Linked DNA regions of Gossypium hirsutum: region 2 is linked to region 1. A link is a contact called in public Hi-C data. All regions are on one chromosome and are shown on one strand. Each heading gives the region's core, a stretch centred on a gene start, on an enhancer-like site or on the middle of the called end of the contact. The rest is flanking DNA. Distances are from core to core; before and after follow the strand shown. Region 1 holds the start of LOC107945439 (auxin response factor 6). Region 2 holds the start of LOC107945444.

Region 1 (7,802 bases), core at 1,721-4,220:
GAAAAACATGATAAGAAATGAGGCAAACCTCATCCAAGTCCAACACACAAAATAACCTACAAAAACAGTAGGGGAGAAATATTCCATTTGATAATGATTTTCCCCCAAAAATTAAGGGTTGCAGGGGATCATTTACTCCATTAATGCATCACTCACAACTCCATACAATATTTGATCCCCTCAAATACATGCATATCAGAAATATTCCCTTGAAGTCTTCAAATGTTATTCTTATAGAATTACTGCTAGATGAATTGACCATCTTTGGCCAAGAATTAAGCTTTCATTAACTCTTTTCAACAAAAAAACCTTACAGCTAACAGATCTTCACAATCCCCAAACAATTCCAAAGAGAGGAAAAGGACTTAAGCACATCAAAAGCAAAACGTGAAAGACTTAAAACAATCAACCTTTGTAGATTGCCAGAAACATTTGCTATATCAGACAAACACAAAGCATATATCAAAAAGTAAAGAGCTATTTGGTCATCACATTTCATAATTTGCCCACACCAATATCAACCAAAATTTCAGAGATGACCTAGAAACTCTGACCATTTTTGCAAGGTGAGAAACAATAAACAATTACCAAACAAATGGGCATTTTGATGCAGCGAAATTCACAAAACAGCATACATCATCCATCAAAGGAAGCAAACAACAAGAAAGCTTCTTTTATTGTTGTTGACAAGAAAGCATTAACTCTAATATCTTATTAAAAAAATTCCTATTTCAGTATATTATTTTTCATCCATTGTAAATAACTAACTTCTTTTTGTAAGATTCGCATATTAGCCATGCTCTAAAAAATGATCTGAACCTCAGCATCAGAGATTCTTAGCCCCAATATAATCAAACCAATAACTGATGCAGAATATAGCAAGGATACATCTGAGGTCATCTTCATAGCTTTCAGAAACAATCACATAAAAGACCCAAGGTTAAAGAAATGTTACAGCACCTTCAAAATGAAACCAACAACTTATTCAAGAGTAGATGAACTGGGTACAGGCAAAATACAACACTAACTGAAGCGTAATGACAAATAATACTATAAAATCATGATAATTTGAAATTTCTCTTAAAATTATTGTGGAACACGGCACTGAACAAAGTTGTTTCAATCACTCACCGCGAAATACATGCCTAAATTTCCATTCATTTTCATGAAGATCCCTGGCAACTAACTCTTGAGCTGGAGGTTGCAGGGAGTAATCCTGAAGGCACAACAGAATTAAAAGGGAGAGAAAGAAAGATAATGACTCAAACTAATTCAATTAAAACCAGATGCTAGTGAACTGAATTGCTTGTAACCTACTAAAACATACAAGAGGAGGAAAGACTTTTTCAGCAGCCCGACGAGGCACAGAAAATCCTCCATGAGTGCTTGTGTCACTTGCCGTCAGTGTTTTGCAAAAATAATTGGTTGGTTGTTTACTCGGAGTACCCAGTTCAGCAGGCAGGAGGAACACATTCTTTTGCTCTTGCTACAATAATGCTTTCAAGTCAAGAAGTGCCAAATTAAAAGACTATCAAGCACAAAACCTTGAAACAAGGTCAAGTTCCCATACCGGGCTCAGTGGCTGCAAGGTCATTTGAGCATACACTTCATCTGTTTCTACATCTGCCTGTATTTGAATAAATGCCTTTGTAAGCAACCAACTAAACATTCCATAAACAGAAAGTGGTTAACTGAGCATTTAACTTACATGCATGGTCACATTGTGAAGCTGACAGATAAGCTGAGGGGGTAAGCTCGGATAGTTCGGTATGTGAGCATCTACTTCCTTGTTGGTTGAAGCAGCAACCTGCAGAGGGAGCCATAAACACCAAAAGCTCGCAGAAATATTAGAAACGAAGCATACAGTTCCTCATAGAGTGCTCTAATCTTTTAGGAGCTTCATTAGTTCACTCACCACTTCATGCATCAACAAGTAGACAATAATGAAGATATTCAATACTGAAATGGCTGGTTCAAGGAAGTTCTATTACTACATGTAGCCAAAAAAGTTCCGACATCCTTACATAGCATCTTAAAATTCTAAGTTCTCCCTAAAACTTAAGCTTATTGAACTATTTTCTTGAGCAGAAATGGAGAAATAGAACCAAATCTGAAAGAAAGCATGAGAAATAAGACAGGTACAGTTACCTGTTCACTATGACCTTGGGGAAAATATACAACACGGCTTCCAACAGGCGGCAGGGACACCAGAGGACCCGCACATGCATGCCAAAGTTCAGAATTCAAACATTTCTTCTCCCCTGTACAAAAATCTTTCACTACTTTATAATTTCGAAAAAATTATAACTTAGGGCAGCTTTATACTTCAAGAAAAATACTAAAAGAAATTTTTTTTTTAAAAGCTAAAAACAGTTACCTTCCTCAGTTTGCTGATTAAACCCTGATGAAGAGAGTCTCATTCTTCCAATATTTAAAAAAGAAAAAAGTTGTTCGTTCTCTAAAGAAAACCGAAGAAAAGTGCGGTTGAAATGGAAAATACACCTAGCCCTTGTTATTAAAGTATATTCAGGGGTCGTGCAACAGCCATAACTTCTAAGGAAAAAGAGAACTTACCCACCCCCACCCCCTTTCTCCACCAGACTCCTCTCAACTTAAGTTAAAATCAACATCCAAAAAATACGGGGAACAACCTTTTACTCAGAAGGGGTTCATGAAGCTCAGATCTTGCTTCTTTTCACATTCAAAATCATCCAAAGTTTCCAAAGCAAAACAAAACCCTAGCTTTCTTCTTCACTCAGATCTCCACATTTTGAAGCTTTTTTTCCCACAGTAGAATACTATCTCAACCCACCCGAAGTGTACCTCTGCCCCGCACCTGATTACTGGAGCTGCTCAGTTGAGTTAGAAAACTAGAAAATGACACTTTTTAATTACTTTACTTTTTGGAGCTCTTTTTAGAGAGAGGGCTGAAGACTTGGACAGCAGCCGGAAAGAGTGAGAAAGAAACTATACATATTAAAATCCGCTATCATTTATAGTCAGGGCGGCTACCATTCTTTATTTATTGTTTTACAAATTTCTTATATTAATATATTATTTTTATAAATAGTTTTACAATTGTTTATGTTATAAAATAGTAATAATAATGCAAAAAAAAAAGTTATTGCATTTCTTTATTTTCTATCATTATTACAAATAATATACTCATGTATATATACAAAAATTAGACTCCTTATTTTTTAATACATAAATACAAGAAGATGAAAGGTGAAGAGTTAGTGAAGAGTTAAAAAGAAATATGAAAGCTTAAATATCTACGTGATAACATTCATAACATTCCCACTTGGATGTTGATTATATAAGGATATGCCTCATTAAAAACCTTAATAGAAAAAACTTTCTAGGACAAAAACCTAATGAAGGAAAAAAGAGTACATAATCTTTTAATACACAACTTGTCACAACCTTAAAAGAAAAAATATAATGCGAATTTACTCCCCCTTAATAAGCATCACTTAAGATTTTTGAAACAACACAATCCAATGCTGAAAATTAACTTCTCAAGTCTAGCGGTAGGGAGTGCCCAATTAAATTCTCGATTATTCTTTGCATTGGGTGAGGGGTGTTACAACAGTGCATATTTTGCTCCCCTTATTTGAACATCATTTTATAACTCAATATTGAGTCCTTCAATATTATTTATCAATAATAAATCATCAACATATACAATAAATTTTGTTGATGCATATCAATATAGCAATAAAATTCAATTTCATTCTCATGCTTTAGATGTCGCCAACAACTTTATAAAGCATGATATATTGTATCATTCACTATTACCAATACAATGAGTGCATTGAGCACATAAAGAAATGGCACTTCAGGACCATCATTTTATAACATTATTGTTTGACCATCTGTATTCCTTTTTAATATCTCCAATTTACATGAAAAATTAACCTAATTAATTTTGATTATATAAATATTATTGGATACTCAATAGCAATTCTTTATAATATCATTGTGTACAATCTGTCCTCATTGAACACTTGATCTTCATGTCGTGACAATGGTTGAATAAGTATTTCTCTTGAAAATTCGTCAGAAACTCCAATGGTTTTCTCATGAAACTCAAGTTTTATGCTTCATGCATCAATATATCAAATCATTTATATCAGTTGAATACAAATTCACTAGACATAAATAAATAAGTTTATTTGGTTTTTGCATTTACCACAAATTAATCATTTTTCATAACCAAAACCAAGTGTCTTGTGGACGTTCTTATTACAAGTCAATTCTATATATTATGACTTGTATTTTTTTTCACTATTATGCTAACATATACTCCCATTGGCTTTACACCTTTCGGGTGTTTGGACTTCTTGTCCAAGATATATTTCATAAGTTATAATAGAAGCGTTTATTTATTTTTGATGACTTGTTCTCATCTCAATGCTTTCAAACACATTTTTATTCAAAATCCTCATTTCTCTATAATATTGAAGTATTCTCTTTATATTATCATTGTCGACAATAGTTTCCTTTTTGTCAGCTCCATTATATTTAGTTATGACATAACAGGTTAGGATATCCCATTATATTCATAATTTCATGTATCTAAACTTCTTCTGGGGTTTTATCGCAAGTTATGCCTTGGGTCTCTTCATAAGTACCCGCCTCCTCTAGCATATGACCATCTTAATTTTTTTTTCTTTTCTTTTAATAATTTTTCGTTTTATGGAATCGACTAGTTTGTCATGTTTCTAGCATGCCTAAGACTTATTTTTATCACATTGTCCTTTTGGGACATAATTATTTGGAGCATTTTAGCTGGTATATGTATCAACTAGTATATGCAATCTCTAAATGTCATCAGTAAACATATCTGGTAAATAATTTATCATTCAAACTTTGTGCACATAATATTAGTGAGGATCACAAAAAAAATGACATAACTATTTAACCAATTTGCCTTCCCTCAATACTAAGAAATTTTGTAACATGACAATACTTTTTCAAAATTATAAATATATCTCCCTTCAACTTTTTTAAATCTAATGAAAATTCTAAATTTTATCAACTTCATACTTGATGATCCATCTTAGTGCGTTATGGTGGAACATAAAATAGATATTGCACATTCAAATATTCTTAGATGAAATCTATTAGTTTATGAATCAAAATCAATTCTCATGAGACAAATATTTCTTACATGTTGGCCTTGATGCAAATAATACATGCTTATTGTAAAGCTATTCTTATATTAATAGTTAAGCAATTAAATGGAGGCATAGTTTTGCTAACCATTAAGTATAACATCTATAGGCATAGACAACTTAATATTATCCCATATAAAACTACGAAAATCAAGCTTGGGATATAGTGCACCAGCATTGGTAGCATAAATTGCATACTATATAGATTGTGCACAATCAAATTATTTCAAGAAATAATATTTCAAACTTCAGGTTGCACACATGTGATACATGAGCTCATATATTATTTGGTTATCATCTAAAACGGCAATCGACCTCTTACTTTAGCTGGTGTTAGTTCAATATATTGTCAAAATAACTAGTATTTATGAAAATTATTAAAATACAACTTCTAATTCTTCAATAAGATCATATAAATTTTCATCAAATTGTTTTGCATCATCATTGACTCGGGATGGTCTAATCGTTCATACCAACACTATGAACTTCTTTTCACTATCTCATATGTCAATCATATACGTGTAATGTATTCCTTCGAGGAATATTTATCATATAAAAATAAGAGTATCTCATGTCATTTCTGATAAGATCCGCCTCGGTGTTGAGTCGAGTCGTATTTGTGTTGCCCGATCGTCTACGATGAAGTAAGGAACCAATGAATGGCTAACAAATAAGTTTGATAATATAGGCTCAATATCGTTTTATAATAACAAAGGTTAAGGGAAAATGGATAAAATGGAAGTGTTCGGGTTGATAAAATGAAAAAGATAAAACGGCTCAGGAAACAAGTAAGAACCAACACTATTAAGTGTTAACCCAACGCTTATACGTTTAATGAGTTGGATAGGAAATTCAATCAAAACCTCGACCCACTATCTAGAAAGATAGGAACCTCGGTATAGGGTTTGAACGCCACACTTATTTAAGTGATAAGTTCAGGATAAAACAAAGAACGGGTTGATGCCACTAGCTTTGTAGATAAGCCAACAAGTCTTTGAACAAAATTGGAGAAAAGTAATTCTCTCGAAATGAACAGAGTTTCATTCAAAATTCATCAAAAAGTATCCTTTACAAAAAATCTGAATTCACCTATTTATAGTGCTAAAATAGGGTAGCCAAATAGTCACAAACATTCACTTAATGTGCTAATTAAGAAAAACTGATTTACAGATCAAGACTCTTGGTATTCTTGAAACAAATAACTTCTTCATTGAATTCTCTTCAATTCAGCTGAATGAATGTTCATGAAAGCTTGAAATTGACTCTTGAGCTGTCCCATGGCTATCCGAATAGACATCATCTCCTTAATGAGGATTTGAATGCTTAATTTATTCTTTTAAAAAAAAGAACAAAACAACAGGTAGCTTAAAGGGTTGCTGCCAAATTTAAGGAGTATAAAATGCTCTTTAGAACGTCCTTCAATGGTGTGTTAACCCCCTTTGTAACAGTACTTCATTTGTGTTCAGTTAGCACTTGAAAGGTCAATTCTTTTAAGTTTGTAATAGCTTTGAAATGTAACGGTTGTGAACTGAAGAAACTCCTGCAATTAAAACATTAAAATGAACTTATTAAGCACATTAAACACTAATTAAACATATCAACAATAATGACTTAACTTAAATAAATGAACTAAACTCATGCATTTATTATTCCAACAACTAGTTAATTTAAAGAAACATAATTAAATAAACTTAACTCATGCTTCAATAAATAATCCTAGTAACTAGATTAATTAAGAGCAACACTTATTAAATAAAGTCCAACAAAAAAAACACTTATTAATTAAACTAAGATGAGTTGAATAAATGTCCAGCAACTCATTTATTTAACTAAAGATGAGTTTATTAAAATTTCAGTTCAACTTGCAATAAATTGCAAGTGACGCCTATTGGGTTACTCCTTTCATGATGAATAGAATCGGCTTCTTGTTCACTCTAAACTCGATCCACATAGCTTGCCAAAGCTTCTTTAAAATTCTTAGCTCGTTATAGGTCCTTGTGGCAGCTCAATAAAAACATCCCGGGCTGTGATCGTATCAATTTCTATCCATGATTTTAATGTAAATCACATAAAGACTACCTTCAGCATATATCTTTTTTATCTAAAAATAATAATTATATATTTTACAAAATTTTGCATAAGGAGGTGCAAAATTAGCTCTTTTAGAGCTTTGACAATCTAATGAAATATTAATTAGTTCTTCAGGAGCATGTAATAAAATATTGTTTTATCATATAACATTAGTAAATGTGTAACACCCCAAACCCAGCCTAGACGTTATGGACGTATCTGGTGTGTCACATTGAAGCGTCTCTCAAAATTTAGACTTGTTGACAAAACTCGTTACTTAAGTTTGGAAACCTCTTTAGTAATGTTTATCGGAACACTTAACCAAATGTTTGCCTTATTAACCGTTATTATTATATTAAGTTGATTTAAAACGTGGAAGCATTTGAAAACTCTAACATTTAAAGTTCGTGTATTTGAAAAGCGTAATTATTTTGAAAATTCGTTTCCACCTAACTAGTAGTATAAACTATGTAAGCAAAGCCAATTAAAGTTAAAAAAACCAAATTAAAAGCCTTATTACAAAACAAAACCCAACTTATAATTTAAAGTAAA
Region 2 (7,802 bases), core at 1,522-4,021, 190 kb before region 1:
GTTTATTATCCGACCTTCAGAAGGTTGCTATATGGATAATGTGGAGCCCAAACAATTGAGTAGCTATAACCAGGAGATGTCTCTTGGTGTTCAAGGATTCGAGTGCTGATTAGAACTCCAGATCACTACATCTAAGTTCTACATATGGTTCTTTGGCAACCTAAAACTTTTTTCGATAGATGGTACAAGGTTTGGCCACCTTTTTCTTGTTTATAAGTATTTCTAATGTGCTTTATTTTTATGATTTTCTAGATATATTGACTGCATATGAGGGCTGGCTGAAACTTGCAGTACAGACTGATTCATCCACAACGTGCCCAGTCTGACATTTTTATTAATGAACTTTTAAATGAAAGAACAGCATAATATACACATCTAAACCATGCTTAAAACCATAAGTTCATAATGCACAGTGACAATTGAGCAAGACAAAGATAACATAGCACACAATTTTTACAACTCAAGAGAAAATCAAATAAAAGGAAGTTGTGGAACTAACCAGAGTTGGATTTTCTGAAACTTCCATCTAAGCTCTGCCCCGGAGAAGAGTCTAAATCATTTCGCACAAAACCTGACCCATATTATTTGTTAGAGTCTGCATTAATTCCAGATTTCTAGTTTTGCAGTGGAGTATGTTTGAGAAGAACAAAAAGTTAAATGCTAAAATATAAAGGAAAACATGCTGGATGCCCAAAGAGATCGAAAAGGAGAAAGGAAAAAATCATCTAAAGCTTGATTTCTACTTTCAAAATCAAGGAAAGTACAAAAGGAAAAATTCCAAGAATTTGATAAGAGTAAAAATGAAGCATTATATTTACTTTGCAGAAACAAGGAAAGTAACAAGTGAAATTAACAACATAAATCATGCCTGATATTAAGATTTGCAAACAATATCAAGTTAATTAGATCTGATGGATGTATTTCCTATATTAATATTTTCTATTGTGTGAAACATGACATGCTAATGCAACTTTCTGTCAAAGTCAAGTTTCTTTTCTAGGAGTAAATTTATACCTTGCCCTGAACTTAAGCAAAAACAAGATTGCAGGAATTATAGACAACATAGTAATCAAGGACCATTACATGTACTTGTTCGTATTTGATTAAGGATCATACCGATATATCATTTTCTAGTTCTATGAGAAATTGTTGTAATGGTTCTAGTAAAATGTCTGCAGATCCACAACTGGGCATATGGTACAAAAATGAAAATAATATAGGCTTAACTTGATATCACAAAGAAAAATTTAGTAAATTTGTAACCTACTAGTTGTTAGAAAATGGATGTTAAAATTACATACGGACCAGATGTAAACTTTCTGAAACTTCCATTTACACTTTGCTCATGGGACGACACCAAATCACTTTGTTGAGAGCCTGAGTCAATTCATGCACTCATAAGATAATTCTGTGGCAATCTAGATGTCAAAGCACTGGTCGTAAAAAGGTGAGATTTTGGAGAAGTTTTATTGAGATTTCAGATTAGTTCTGAGGGGTTTAACTTGAGAGTACTTGCTCCACATCAGGCACACACAATCAGCAGTATGCATTAGAGATATTAGTTGAGGAATATGAGGTAAAAAAACAACAGTGATTTTGATGAGATGCCTTCAGGAGCAGACTTTTTTGTATTCTAAAAATAATGTCTCAGAGTAGAGAGAAAACTTCTGAACAGGCTTCTAATGGAAAATTTAGAAAGACCAACCAGGAGCTGAACATATCCTCAAGGAATTAGAATACAACATATAGAGAAATAAAAGGAAAATTCTTATAGAATCAATTATGTCACCATTAATGACAATGACTCATTACATGTTTGAGGTAAGCAATTCAACAGTAACACGAATTATTGCATACAATTCATAGTTCCCCATTGATATAAATATATATATATTTGTTTTGTGGAATTTAAGTGACAACAGGTGCATAAAACAATGGGAATAACCAATCTAATCTCGTATCAACAATATACACAAGTTCATTTCTAGCAAACAATTGAAGCAAACAAGAGTCCTTGGAGCCAAATGCTGCTCATTAGAAACTTTTATAACACATTTTTAACAATTAGAAAGCAATCAGTACATCAGACTCATAGTAATTCACTCCAATCGACCAAATTAGGTTGAAATACGGACAACATAACAAAATAAATCAAAGGAAAAGACAGACAAGAACCATACGCAGTAAAAAAAAAAAGCATATGAGAACAACTGATCTGTTGAATAATAAACAGCTAAAACCTAATATTTCCGTAATTAATTTATAACCCGCAAAAAGAGGAAGAGGTTAAGGGAGGCAAGATTGTGAAAGAAAAGACTCACCAAACTTCATAGTAAAATATTGAGCAGAGAATACGTGAAATGGAGAAATGTGAGATGCAATATCGTTGGAGAGTCAAAAGCTCGCATTATTCAGTGCAAATGCGGCAATGTGAGACTGTGATCATTCGAACCATTAAGCATAAAAAGGAAAAAGAAAAAAACATAATGTGGAGCAATAATGAGTAATGAGAGCGAGATCTTGATGCTTTCCTTCCGCCATAAAACATTTTTCAACCAAAAAAAATAAAATGGGTGTTTTATACTTTGCAATAAGTGATTGTGAAGATGGAGATAATACCTAAAAGGATTTGAAAATGTTAAAGACCAAAAGAGAAAATGAAACTGGAACTGGAACTGGAACTGGGACATGAAATAGCAAAGAACATACAAGAAGACAAGAAATATTCCGAGCAGGCTCATAGAGAGGGAAAAAGAAAAAAAGAAAAGAAAAAAGCTCAGGAATGACAGAGTATTACTGGTTCATGTTTGCTGTCCCCACTCATCCAATTGACTGCTGGGTCCCACTCACGTGATTTTTTTCATGCTTCAATTCCTATGCTGCTGCTCTCTTTCTCGAAAAGAATTATTATATTTGCATGCGCTTCAAAGTAAATAAATGAGTCTAAATTAGACAATCCGTCTCAAAAGTCAGAGTGCTTTAATAAGAATATAAATCCGAAAAACAGTTCAACAAAGAAAAAAAAGTTTATTTAAAAATTGGTTTGAATTTTGGGTAAAGTTTTTTAATTAGAGTTTGGTCCCGAATATGTAAAAAATTTATTTTCTTGTTGGTTTTCCACTATTTTGTTGTCATATTTCATTATTATGTTGCTTTTATTTTGTTATTATTGTTTAGATATTGTATAACTCTTGTTTTATTATTAATTTTGTTACTCTTTATAGGCATTTACTTGTTAATTTGCACCTATTTTAGTATTATTTAAGTATAAAATTGCACCTACCTTGTGTGAAATTGGCATTGTAGGTCAAAACATATGATGGCATAGTGAGGAACACAAAGTGGCTTGGAAGATTGGACAAGAAGAACCCTTGTCGCGGCAATGAGTCTACTGACTTGGTCATAGAGACCTCGTGTCTGGCATTGTCGAGACCATGAAAACAACCTTGTCGCGACAAGATGCCCACTGACTTGGCTATGAAGTTTGGAGGATCCATGTCTTGTTGCGACCACAAAAAACACCTTAATGTGACACTGCCCTCTTTGTTTAAAGACATGAAATAGGCCATCATTGTCGCGACAACAAGCTTGACATTGTCCCGACAAGACCATTATAACTGTAAGATCTAAAGCGGTTACTAAGGGTAATTTCAGGAAATTTTGACACGACCATTGACTTTTTGAGCTTTAATTTAATTTCAAATTAAGGGGAAAATGTAATTGAACTATTTTTAAATCATTAATATAAATGTTACTCCTCATAATAGCTGAAAAAATAGGAGGAAAGATTAGATAGAACAAAAAATTTGATTTGTTGAAGTGTTTTCTCTGCATTTCCTATTTCTTTTATAATTTCATTTCCCTAGTTTCCATTTATAAACCCTTGCATTTTACTATAAGTTCTGATGGGCAACGGGATTGGAATAGAGATCAACTTCAATGGAGATCAATGAGAGATGATTCTTCTTCTTGAATGAGTAGATCTAAACTCAATTTGACTTTCCTTTAATTCAATTTCATAAATATGATATGGAAATCATTTTTATTGATGTGCGTAATATGATTATGGGTTGAACTCTTCATGTGATTGGTTGTTTAGATTGTTGTTAATGTTTACTTTTACATGAATTTGGTATTAATGCTATGTATAAATGATTTGATATGCTTAATAATTTAGGTTTGACAAATCTATGTGGAAATTATAGATAGATGAGACCAGAATGAGAGTTTATCGTGTAGAACCAAATTAGTTGAGCCAAATGTCAACCACTGAGAGGTGCGACAACTAACTGAGTGAGACTGAATGGATAGCTCGAGGGCTTTCCGTTAGTTGATTTAGACCAAGTGGAGATACTGGTTAGAAGGAAAACATAGCATTACTATCATTTTAGTGTGAAGCCATTAGCTACAAGAGGAACAATTGATCAATGCTTAAAATCTCATTAGAAATCACTAATTTGAGTAAATCTTAGTTATATTTCCTAGTAATCAACATTAGAAATTTAAAAGACAACAAGCATATGCAAGAAAAGATAAGAGTGGTGATAAATTTCTAAAGCAAAGATCAATAATGGAATCCCCAAAAGTCACCATCAATCAACATCAATGCTAATAACTTATCTATTAATGGAGATGTAAGATGGAAGGATAACACATTGGGGAAAGTAGTCGAGAAGAGAATCACTCTTTTGGTTTTTGAGAAAAATCACAAATGGCAAAAGGGAAGATAAAATGAGATAACCTTGTTTCAAATGAGAAAAGAATAAAAGAAAAGGAAGGAAAATAAAAAGAAACGATTGAGATAATAAAAAGAAAATTAAAAGAAACTTTTTTAATTGGCTCCAAACTGCGGCGCTACAAGAAATTTAAATTTTGAACACAACATCGCAATGGTGTCCCCTTTCACATATTAAAAATGCAATATCCAAGGCACGGGCAATCCATTATGTCATGTCATCAAAACAAAAAGCCACGATGTTATACCCCTTCAAGTTGCGACTTAACCCATTATTTGAAATGTGCCCTCACTAGCATGTCACGACCTCATGCCCCCAAGTCATAGTATTGTGGCGTGGCATCTGGTTGGCCGATTTTGATCTGTCTTGCTTTACTCATCCTTATTGGGTACCTATAATAGAAAATTAACAAATACAACATATAGAATAATAGAAAATAAAATGAAAACAATTAAAATAAAAGAACGAAGAAGGAAATTATGCAAATCCTACATAACTGAGTGATCAATGTCACCACTATAGAAAAACTTCTAATCGATACTTGAAAATTTGTGTTTTTTCTTCATTCGAAAACAAGGATCAGACTATTTGATCAAACACATCGTCCAGTTCTTATTTTCAATCTTCGAGACATCTACATCACGAGCCATTTGACACCAAAGTCTAACCAAGTCCACAAGTTATTCTGGGGTGCTATAGCATTGAGAATAATGAACTCCGCCTCATGGAAAAAATTAACTACCCAAGCTTTATTTCCCCCTTCCAATGGAAAGCATACATGGTCAAGAACAACATTACTTGGCTTTTGTGCCTAGATTTAACACCTACTTACCCGGATTAATCCAATAACCCGAGCAAGTGATGCTACATTTGGATTACGAGTCAATTTAATTCACATTCCATTTATACACATTATTACTATTTTAAACTCTTTTGAGGAATCTCGATGTTGGGTAAGGGTGTTCATAGTTTGGTTAAAACCGAATCAACTGATCGAACCGACCTAATTTGGTTAATCGATTGGTGGCCAAATTTAGTTCGGTTAGAGGTTGCTTAATGAGTTTTTGAAATTTCAGCTATCGGTTAATTTGGTTTGAAATTAAGTAATTAACCGAATTAACTAAAATAAATAATATATTATATAATATAATTTTTTTATTAGCAATGTATTTTTTATATGTTTTATACTTATTTTAACCAAAAGACAAAAACATATAAATTTTGGTTAACTGGTCAAATTAACAGAAATATTTTGATTCGGTTAATGTATTTGAAAAAAAATTCGGTTCGGTTAACATTTAAAGATTTTTACATTTGAGGTAATTCGGTTAATAGTAATTTAGTTGCATTATTAACTGAACCAACCATTTGAACACCCCTAATGTTGGGTGATATGTCGTATTTATATATGTTAATTAAGTTCTTTAAACACTTGAAGAGTTTATTCTCAAGTATTTAATAGTGCTTTTTATTACAATTTTGTACTTATTAGATTTCATGTTTAGTTTTAGTTTTTATTGCATTTTTATATATATATTTTTTTGGAATAAAATGGCAAGTTTTTGCCATTAGGATCTTAACCTTTAAACTGAGCTTGTTTCAGGCACTTGGTTAGTGTGAAAATGGGTAGAAAGGCCTAAACTAGAATCAAGGTCGTGACATCAAGTTGTTGATGTCACAACACCAATGCCTTCACCATCAATCAAAGAGTTGGAATTAAACAAAATGCACAATCGAGGGAACTCCTTCCAAATTCGTAACATAAAGGGCATGATGTCGCGGCACCAACCTTTTGTTGTTACAACACTGATCTAGCAATTTGCAACATCGATCACAGTCTCCAAAGTTAAAGAAGTCGTGTCACCTGAGGGCAATGTCGCTACACCAAAAAGGTTCTTGTTATGAAACTGAAGATCAAAACACCAAGGGAGTAGTCTGCTGAGGATGTCACGACACCAACTCTGACAAGGAAAAAAATATGAAGGGCAATTTTCAATCCAACAAAGCTTAAGTCAAGTGTTAAGTGAGGATAAAATTGTCAATTAGAAGTCAATTTGTGCCGGACTATAAAAGATACTTCATGACACATTTTTGGGAGAATTTTTATAGATTCTTAGCACTAGCTCTTTTAGGTTAGATTTTAGAAAATACTATTTTAGAATAATTTGCACTTTTACCCTTCTTAGAAAAAAGAATAGGGACATTGTTGTATCTATTGCAATTGTTGTAATATTTCAATAGATTTTCCATAGTTTCTTTATCCGATTTCACATTTGTCAATTGAGCTATCAATATTCGTGGATTCAAAGCATTATCCTTCTATCAATTAAAGGGTTTCATCAATTTTATTGAGCATTTCTAAACCTTACCTATTTTTTGTTATTTTCTTGGTTGATTTGGCATGAAATTGATTGGTTTGATTCAATCAATTATAGGTATGAACTAATTTTGTTTGTGGTTGATAATTGAAGTGTTAATCGATTAATTTAAGGTTTAGGGACTAGATCATAAATTTGGACTAAATCAAATGAAATTGATAACCTAGAATTGACGATTCTAAGGAATTATCTAAATAGGTGAGACCGAGAGGAGATCCTATTGAGCACTAATTCGATTAGCCTGATTTAATTTGGTAAGGTCGAGAGATTAACTCGATTAAATTTCTTAATTAGGCAAAATGGTGACTGAGAGGTAAAATTGGACCAATTAGAAAAATTAGATGTTCTAGATCCTTAAGTTAAGAATTAATTGTTTACATGGATATTAGTCAACCATATTGTTTGCTTATTTGGTAATTTTTTGAAATTGGTTTAATTGCAAATTAGTCTTAATTTATATTTTAGCATAATTTACTCATTTATGTTTTGCCTTATTATGGTATTTAGAAATTAACTAGCTACACTTCCTTGTTGCATGCTTGGTCGTTGTTGTTCAATTTTGTCACCCAGTCTTCTTTGGGTTCGATCCTCAGAATACTCAATCTTCTATTGTAAACACTAGAAATATTACAACTGATTTGTGACACTTATAGTCAAAGCAGTATTTCAATTTTTATATCTTTTGTGC

Evidence for each region. A called contact is a pair of places that touch in the nucleus more often than the background predicts.
Region 2: a Hi-C map of leaf shows a contact between it and region 1, with 1.7 times the contacts expected there. The contact joins the promoter of LOC107945444 here to the promoter of LOC107945439 in region 1. A contact is called at or near these places in 6 of 34 Hi-C or Micro-C datasets (all in leaf).

Annotation. Positions count from the first base shown.
Region 1 is chrD12:15,611,752-15,619,553 of Gossypium_hirsutum_v2.1, reverse strand. It overlaps LOC107945439 (auxin response factor 6), which reads right to left and starts at 2,970. Exons shown (of 14, transcript XM_016879451.2): 1 at 2,378-2,970; 2 at 2,149-2,261; 3 at 1,709-1,807; 4 at 1,571-1,627; 5 at 1,328-1,486; 6 at 1,132-1,216. The coding sequence starts at 2,420.
Region 2 is chrD12:15,797,742-15,805,543 of Gossypium_hirsutum_v2.1, reverse strand. LOC107945444 reads right to left here and starts at 2,771. Exons shown (of 4, transcript XM_016879460.2): 1 at 2,620-2,771; 2 at 2,322-2,436; 3 at 500-571. The coding sequence starts at 2,331.